Linked DNA regions of Mus musculus: region 2 is linked to region 1. The links are chromatin contacts, called in public promoter capture Hi-C maps. All regions are on one chromosome and are shown on one strand. Each heading gives the region's core, a stretch centred on a gene start, on an enhancer-like site or on the middle of the called end of the contact. The rest is flanking DNA. Distances are from core to core; before and after follow the strand shown.

What was found. Promoter capture Hi-C pulls out the DNA fragments that hold promoters and counts their contacts.
Region 2: a contact with region 1 is called in a promoter capture Hi-C map of liver, with 3 times the contacts expected there. The contact joins the promoter of Cks1b here to the enhancer-like site in region 1. A contact is called at or near these places in 5 of 39 promoter capture datasets (erythroid cells, hippocampal neurons, liver and 1 more) and 1 of 484 Hi-C or Micro-C datasets (B cells).

The regions. Positions count from the first base shown.
Region 1 is chr3:88,337,648-88,342,336 of GRCm38.p6, reverse strand. It overlaps Smg5 (Smg-5 homolog, nonsense mediated mRNA decay factor (C. elegans)), which reads right to left. Exons shown (of 22, transcript NM_178246.3): 2 at 381-479. Among named protein-coding and RNA genes, the nearest start is that of Smg5, 3.7 kb to the right of the region's middle. Within about 2 kb of position 3,181, at least 11 of the 459 cell types and tissues checked have an H3K27ac peak or open chromatin away from gene starts, as enhancers often do. A contact at or near this core is called in liver, where this site is marked.
Region 2 is chr3:89,416,160-89,420,821 of GRCm38.p6, reverse strand. It overlaps Cks1b (CDC28 protein kinase 1b), which reads left to right and starts at 2,531. Exons shown (of 3, transcript NM_016904.1): 1 at 2,531-2,667; 2 at 4,421-4,548. The coding sequence starts at 2,609. It also overlaps a transcript of Shc1 not described here.

The DNA.
Region 1 (4,689 bases), core at 1,932-4,431:
TCCCAAGAGACATCGTATCATGACTCGGATTGCCTAGGAAGGCAAGGAGTCTCCAATAGACAGAAACAGGAGCAGGAAATAGCAAGAAGCTTAACACTCTTCATTCCCCACATGGTCTCTTCTCTGTCTTAGTTACTTTTTTCCCTTCACATGACCAATCCCCTTCAACTCAAATGCCATTTTTATGGTCCCAATCTAGTGGATGTACAAGCTGCAGACAGAATCAAGGATTCTCATCTGTTCTCTCAGGGAAGCCAGAGACTTCACTAGAGTACCATGAGGTCAGGAGGTTAAAGGTAATGTATATTAATTTATACCAGCAAAGCTACTCATAAAGGCAGGCAGGGAAATAGACTCTGTAGTTCAAGTCCCCAGCTTACTTGTTCCTCAGGCTAACGTTCTCTGGTTTGAACACTTCCTGATAAGCAGCTTTGTTGCAAAGGATGAGATCTAGCCGATGCACAGCCTCCACCACAGCCCTGCAGTGAAACAAAGAGCCCCTGAGTCAGACACATAGTTCACTTTGGGTGCCAGAATACAGATTCTAAAGAAACTCTGAAATGGGGAGGAGAGGGAAGGGGAGAGAAATGGAAGGGAAGGCTGAGGGTTAGGAAAATGAAGAGGCAGACTTCACTCAGATACAGCAGCCCTGCTCAAGGGATGTGGCAAAAATTAAGACATTGTCTGTCTCTCTGCCTGAGGAAGGCACTATTAGCATTTAGTGTATTCTACTAAAATTTTTCTGATACACAGATGAGCCTACCAAAATAAAAAAAAATTACCCTTTGGGGGTCATGATGTAATCCTAGGACTTCAAAGGCTGAAGCAGGAAGATTACTTACAATGACAACTTCAAAAACAGCCTGGACAATGTAGCAAGGCTCAGTGTAAGAAAATTACCCTACCCATGATGTCAACAGTATTAAGGTGGAAACCCCTCACAATAGGAAGAGTACCGACTTCCAGACACAGAAGCTCTAGGGTTCTAACCCTGACAAATTACCCAGCCTCTTAAAGGTCACCATATTAATAAAAATGAGTCACATAATGCAGGTACGTAGAATAGTTTTATAAGATTTAAATGTAACGATCTATTTACAGCTTTAGCATTCAGTAAACATTCAATTCAGAGCGATGGAGTGGATTCTTATATAAGAGCTTATCATCTCTGACATAAAAGAAAGAAGTTCTCAGTCTGGGAAGATGGCTCACTGGTAAGAACAATTAGTGTGCAAATGTGAGGATCTGAGCCTGAATTCAAGCACACACAGAGTGGACATGACTGTGAGTAACTGAGACTCATACATGCACAACCCTTTCATGTATATGCATATACTTTTAAAAAAAATCTTAACAAAAATAAGGCACCATGGGCTGGCAAAACTTGATGTCAGGCCTGATAACCCAAGTCTGACTCTGGAGCCCCACCCACATGGTGAGGGAGAAGACTGACTCCCATGAAGTCATGGGACACTCACCTGGAGTCATGAAGTTGTCCATGATTCCAGATGAGTGTCAGGGCTATTATGTATGCACAAGGGCAAATGCTTTGAAACAGCACACACACACACACCTGAGGCCAGAGGAGGGTGACAAATTCTCTGGAGCTAGAGTCAGAGGTAATTGTGAACTATGGGTTTTAAGATTCAAACTCTGGAAGAAAAATATGTACTCTTCATCTCTCCATTCTGAAACACAGACACACACGTACACAGATACACAGGTATATGTTTATTCATACTTTACTCATTATAACAAAACAGAGGTCTCAGAAAAAAAAAACCACATTTCTCTCATATTCAAAATCTCGTGTGTGTATAGATATACACGTATGTATGTGGGTGTGTGTACATGTAAACAAATGTGCCCATGCATATAGTATAAAATAAAAGAGAAGAAAATATAAAGGGATGAGGAAAGATTGAGTCCATGTAGCTTATGAAATATAAGGATAAGTGTTTTTCTAGTTCTAATTCTGTCCTGAGATTTTTTTTGAGTGAATTATAAATTTAATGTGAAGTATGCTAAAAGTATGCATATACACAAATAAATAAAAGCAAAAAAAAAAAAAAAAAAAAAAAAAAACCAACAAATAAACAGAACTGAGTGACCGTGTATAGTCCCAGCATTCACGAACTAGGGGGGCACATGAGACTGTCTCAAAGAGGAAATGGTGGCATGGCCTGATGGCTCAGTTAAGGGTTAAGGCTTTGGATGAAGTCTGCTGACGACCTCAATCTGTCCCTGAGTTCTACAGAGTAAAAGGGAAAAACTGACTCCCAGAAGTTGTCCTCTAACCACCACACAAGCTCTGGTACTTAATGGCACAAGTATGCCCATACTCGTGTACATACGAAATAGATGAACAGAACTTTAAAAAAAAAAAAACACTTCAGCTGGGCAGTGGTGGCGCACACCTTTAATCCCAGCACTTGGGAGCCAGAGGCAGGTGGATTTCTGAGTTCAAGGCCAGCCTGGTGTACAAAGTGAGTTCCAGGACAGCCAAGGCTACACAGAGAAATCCTGTCTCGAAAAAACCAAAAAAAAAAAAAGACTGTAGGCTTGGAAGCAAACTTCATGGGCTCTAATTTCATCTCTATTCATAACCAGCTCTGTGGTATTGCATATACTTCAGCTCACCTTACTATAAAATGGAAATATGACAATTAACTGCTTTGTTAAAAAAATATAACACTCATGACAATGCTCGGTAAATGTTCAATAAGCATTAATTTCCCTCCTTTTTGTTATATAATTGAGGTGTTTGATTCTAGAAGCTAAGAGGCAAGTGAGCCACCATAGCAAAGACAGCCACAGAAACTATACCACAGATGCCTAAGAAGTCCCCAAAGTAGGCTCTTCTCTAGTTTACACAAAAGTATGGCAAGTAATAGCTATGGAAGCAGGCAAATTAAGCTCTGCTGTAGACACAAAGGCAATCCAAACACAGACTGACGATGCCAGAACAAACCAAGATGTGCTCTTAGGCCAGAGAAAGTGGACCACAGCAAGCCTGGACTCTGTATGACCCAGTAGCAAGCACACTACTAAAAGCTACCCTACATAGGGCCAAATGACTGACAGCACCCAGCTGAACGAGTGGGCTGGAAATCAAAGCATTCTCACAGACAAGCTTGATAACTAAATATTCTGGAGTTCAGTCACCTTTCAGGCTACCTAGAAGTGAGAGCCAAGCCCTTTCTGCCAAGCTGGACTTCAATGCTAGAGGCAGCAGCTTAGTCCCTTGGACAGGGTGAGTTTGTTAGGGACAGGATCTTGCTGTCTTCATTCTCCGAGTTCAAATTCAAGTGACTGTCCTGTCTAGGCATCCTGAGCCCAAAGGGGCTTCAGTACCACAGGCAGACTTAATAAGAGTATAGGTGTTTTGTTTTTTTGTTGATGCCACTTGAAGACTGAACCCAGAGCCTCCACTAACCTACTACACCCCCAGCCCAAGCATTTGTACTTTTATGAACAGACTCCAGAAATTTCATTACATTCTCAATTATGTATTTATTTATCTTTTGTTTTTTTTTTTTTTTTTCCAAGACAGAGTTTCTCTCTGTGTAGCCTTGTCTGTCCTGGAACTCAGAAATCCGCCTGCCTCTGCCTCCTAATTACTGGGATTAATTAAAGGCGTGCACCACCACGCCCGGCCTCAATTTTTAAAAAGAGCTCCAAAGAGAAACACTTAGCTCTGGGAGTACTTAGCACCTCTTCCCCATTCTCTATCAGACCATAAGCTTCTTCAAGAAACTATAGAACCTTGCCAGAGCGCACGCCTGTCGTCTCAGCACTCAGGAAGCAGAAGCAGGCTTATCTCTGAGTTCCAGCCCAGTCTGATCTACAGAGAGAGCTCCAGAACAGCCAGGGCTCAAGAAACAAACAAAACTATAATCTCCCTTTGAAAAACCACAAAAATTAGTCTTGTCTCAAATCAAAGTCGTACAAATATTTCTAAAATAAGTACAGAGTTAATAAACCTAATAAATTCAGTGGTGTTTATAGATTCCCCAGCAACCCCTTTCTTCCTTCTTTTTCTTTGGATAGCCTTAAAAGAAATCAAAATGCTCTATTTGTAGATTGCTAGCTTCAGGAGTTTTTCCAATTTTCTGAAACTCAATGACAGCTCCACAGACTAACACATTTATCAAAAGTCAGAATGTCATCACCAGTGCCTTACACACACACACACACACACACACACACACACATGCATGTACACACACCAAACACAAACATAACAAAACTGGCTGCCTCAGTTGTTTACCCTGCTCAAAACCAACACAGTCACAGATAACCCCCCCCCCACACACACACACACATACCCACATACATACATACAAGTCACATACTGCAAGCAACCTGTCACACACCAGCTCAACCTGTCAGTCCTGAGAAAGGAAGGTGTGAGAAATTGAGAAAGCTGGCCTGACACAGTCAGAAGATTGTCCAGAGCCATTCCCCAGGCTGGAGACAAGCAAGGAATATCGAAGACACTGCCCACGCTGTGTCTGACAGGCTGCTCAGCACTTCGAGGCATGACTGGTTACACAAGCCATTTCTGGAGAACTCCTCGGCCTGGGGATCACTGCTTGGGGCCCCTTGGTGGGATGGAAGCCGTGGCATCAACTTCCTATTTCCAAACAGGCCTACATTCCCTTTCGCCTCCTAGCTTACAAGGCCAGA
Region 2 (4,662 bases), core at 1,282-3,781, 1.1 Mb before region 1:
GTGTACCTCAGGCTAGTGGAGGAGTTGGCCTTGGAGGTAGGGGAAAGAAACAGAACTGGTGCCTACAAGCCACAAAGGGATAATAGGGTCATAAACAAATCTGTGTTAATAAAGACAGGAAGGAGAAAGGGATATTAGAAGTTGGAGTCTGGCCATAAGTGCATAATAATACCAAACCCATATTTCTTTGCCCACAGTTTCCTGCCACAGCTCTGCTTAAGGCCATTCAGGAACTTAAAGAAAGTGACCAATCAAAATAGCTCCAGAATAAACTATCGCTTTATTCCCTTAAAAAAAAAAAAAAAAAAGTAGCTGGGTGTGGTGGTGCACCCTTTTAATCCCAGCAGAGGCAGGTGGATTTCTGAGTTCGAGGCCAGCCTGGTCTACAAAGTGAGTTCCAGGACAGCCAGGGCTATACAGAGAAACCCTGTCTCGAAAACCAAAAAAAAAAAAAAAAAAAAACCAAATACAAGAAATAAAAGATACTTTTTGCTTATTTGTTTTTTCAAGATAGGGTTTGTCTATGTAACAACACTGACTGCCCTGGAACTTGCTTTGTAGACCAGGCTGACCAGGATGGCCTGGAACTTACAGAGAACCAATCACCGGGGTTTGCCTCCACTTGCCTAACCGCTGCTGTGGCTGCGGAGGTTGCTCAAAGTGTCTACCTTCAGACCTCTTCAGCAGCACTTAAAGCAGTTTAAATACCACCCTTCATTCTCTCCCCTGTGCTTAGTCCCCATCCCAGGAAAGCTGTTACTGAATACCACATCTCTTCCTGAAAAGAAATTCTGTCATTCTGTTTGCTAAGACCTCAGCTCTTACACTCCCAATCACACAAACACACCATGGTGTCATCTTGAGAGATGGCTCTTCCTGGGAGCTTTCATATCGGAAGGCCAGGGATGAGCAAGAGGTGCCCGCATTTGGAAGAAAAAGTCAACACGAGCCTTTAAGTTTGCTTAGAGATTGCCTCCTGCACCCAAGGCTAGGTAGTAAGGGCAGGAGAAAAGCCGCGTTAAACACCTCGGCACAGCAGGGAGGAAGCTGGAGGGGCAGGAAATAGCAGGAAATGGCGAAAGCCTCAGGAATGTTTCCAGCAGGGAAGGTTAGGCAAGTGGGGCCAGGATGAATGCCAAACTAGAATATCTGGATAGGGGGAGGGGTCTTGTAAAAACAGCGGAAAGGACGAGAACCTCTACTCCTGTCTCCAAAACAGTTTTTCTTTTGACAGCAGGAAAACTTTGACTCCCGTTAGGCTCACACAAACCAATGCTTAGTCCAATCCAGGCATGGGAAGGTGCCATCTATGGCTGTCTTTGGGATGGGGTCTCAAAGGAGTCAAGAGTCTCCTTTCCTTCATCCACTCTCCAGCTGTAAACGAAATTCAGTCCCTTCGACTTAATTCACTCTCGAAGGTTACGGGGGTGGGCGAAGAGGGGAGAGGGGCGACGCTGCTAATAAGCTCACTCCTTACAACCACAAATTTCAACCCCCCACCTTATGGAGCACCAGAGCTCAGGAGAATTAAGCCCAAAGCTTAAAACAAGGAGAGGGATATAGAAGCGGATGAAACGTCAGGCATTTAAGACCTGGGTTTTGCGGCACTGACCCAAGCCCAAGAGGAAGGAGAATCCTGAGGGGACAAGGTCCCTAAACAGGGAGTACGGCACATTCCCAGGATCGGACGTGGACAGTGGAAGGGGCGGGTCCCAAAGGGGCGGGGTCCCAAAGAGGCGTCACTTCTACAAAGTCACATCGGTCTTTCAAAAGCACGGTTTTCCCTCTTTTGGAAGCCAGGCAATGGATAGACTGGGTTCAACCGAGAATCCTGAAGAGGCAGACTCAGAGAGAGAACAAGGAAGACTAATCATATGGTGCTGGGAAACACGTCTGGGGGTGCGATTCCCAGGAAAGTAAGACCACAGGGTGTGGTCGCGATCATAAGAGACAAGTCGGGGTTCAGGGAGCCCCTTGAAGTAGGAAGGTGGGACTTCCGGAGAGGGGTCTCGGGGGCGGGACTTATACAGCAAGACCGGAAGTAGGGTCCTGGGAGAGGGGTTCCGGGGTGGAAGAGGAGTTGGTCGCCACAGAAAGAAAGTCTAGACTTACCAGGGTCTCATGGAGTCTCCGCACCGCACCGCGGGCCGATCTGGTTCCGGATCACGCAACTGTCTGCTTAAGTCACCGCCCCAACTTTCACCCCAGCCTGGGCCTCCCCAGACAAACTTTATTACACTCACTTCCGGCCTCACTAACCCCTGACCCCCTACCTCGCTGTCCCTCCTTTACCCGTCTGCTTTCCAAAGTTGGCCAATGGCTGCGCCAGCAGGCTCAAGGGGCGCAGTGAGAGCCAATGAGAATCCTAGTTTGACCCAGCTCATTCTTCAGAAACCTGAGCACAGCACTCCATTTACGACTTGAAGAGACGCCAAAGCAAGCCAATCGAGGACTTCAAAATGGAGCTGTCCCGCCTTCGGCCGCAGAGACCAATAGGAAGTGCGGGCGGTGTGTTTGAAAGCGAGGCCAAAGAGGGTGGGAGCGCGTGCTGCTGGGAGTTGTCTGGAGGCCTGCGGCGCGGGGCTGAGCGCCCTCGGACAGAGCAATCATGTCCCACAAACAAATCTACTATTCGGACAAATACGACGACGAGGAGTTCGAATACCGGTTAGTGCCGGCGCGGGGACTACAGACAAAAGAGAGCACGCGAGGAGTTAGTTACCTAGGCCGGAGTGGGAGGCGGGGGATGGGGGCGGGGGACAGTGTAGAACGGGCGCGTGCGCAAGGAATTACCGGGGAGTGGGGTGGGGGTGGGATTGGGTACAGCAGCAAAGCACATGCGCAAAAGGTGGACGGAGGATGTAAAACAATGAAAGGGAACTTAGAGTTGGCCGGCTGTTAAATTGAAGCGTCTTGTAGCTCTGATCAGTTTTACCTCTGGGAATTCACATCACTAAAGCAACTTTGTTGTGGCGATTTCCCTAATAGGAACTGCTCGCGTTACTGAAATCTCAAAGTCTGCTGGGAGAAAGAAGGTAGCCCGTGCAGAACTGAAAGTTTCATGCTCTTGATGAAAGGACGGTTCTAAGAGAGCCTCAGTGTTGGTGGTTTTTAGTTTATAAAAAAGATGAGTAGTTGTCAGCCTTGTTTTAGATAGGCTTTTACAGGACTTGGAGTGGCATGAAGACTGTGGCCGTGGGTAGATACCTTTCAAATACTTGATCATTCATGGCGCGCATAGAGGTTTCAAGTGTTTTCTGTTAAGGTGCAAGATAAGCTGGTACGGTAGCTCACATCTTTAATCTCAGCATTCTGGAAGCTGAGGCTGCAGGATTGTCATAGGGTCCAGCCCAGATCACACTACAGATGGAACCTTGTCTCAAGTGTAAAGTACTCAGCTGTTTTCCACGTCTGTAACAATGTTACACTTACAGCATTTGCATGGCTGGAGAAATGAGTGGCTTCATCTCTGGGAAGCTGTAACTCCAGCTTAGCCTTGGCATTTTTGTTTAAAGGAGGGGTTTGTTTGGGTTTCTTTTTTTTTTTTCTTTTTTTTCTTTTTTTTCTTTTTTTTTTTTTTTTTTTGGTTCTGTGTATCGAAGTCACAGTTAGAATGGAAGCTCTTTTCTGACATTTGGACAACAATGGGGTGGGGCTCTTGTTATTATCACAAAGGAAGAAGCATTTAGTACATCTTCACTGAGCATGATAAAGTAAATCTACTTGGGGTAGCCTGAGTCAAGTCAGGTAATTTTTTGCCATAAACTTATGTTTGGGAAAGCTTGGGATTTTCCAAGTATCATAGCACATCCCTTAGAAGTATGAACATTTGCATGTTTGTCTTCATACCTGTTCCGTAAAAGGCCTTTCCACACAGTCCTAGAGTAGGTAACCAGCTAGAGGCCTGTGAGGCCTGTGATCAAAGGAGAAACAAATATCGTCAGTATCTCATACCCAGGAGTCACACATCAAATTGCTCATTTGTGGTTTTAATAACTCTTATGAAAGTGGTGAAAACCCATGGTGTTTTTATTTTGGTTTTGCTTTCTTTCTTGTTTTTGTTTGTTGTTGTTTCGTTGTGGTTGTGGTTGTTTGGTTTTGTGTTTTTGAGACAGGGTTCATCTGCTGCTGTGGTTGTCCTGGAACTTGCCCTGTAGACCAGGCTGGCCTCAACTGAGACCCACCTGCCTCTGCCTCCTGAGTGCGGGGATTAAAGGAGTGCCCACACTGGGCTAGTTACTTATTTTCACAGATTCTCTGTAGCGCAGGATAGCCTGAAACTCCCGGTCATGCTGCCATATCCCCGAGTGCCAGAATCATGGCACGTGTGCCACACTCCGCTCTCAGTATGTAGGTCAGTGTCTGGCAGACTGACAGCTCTGACACAGTCCTCACTCACATCCCCATGTTTCTGTTACAGGCATGTCATGTTGCCCAAGGACATAGCCAAGCTGGTCCCGAAAACCCATCTGATGTCTGAATCTGAATGGAGGAACCTCGGCGTTCAGCAGAGTCAGGGATGGGTCCACTATATGATCCATGAACCAGGTCAGTGAAATGTAGGGAGATTACAGAGCAGAGCAGTAGAGGGAGGAGGGCGTCAGTCATTGGAGGGGACTCTTTTTAAAGCCACATATATCCTGGTGATGGCCCCTGCAAATC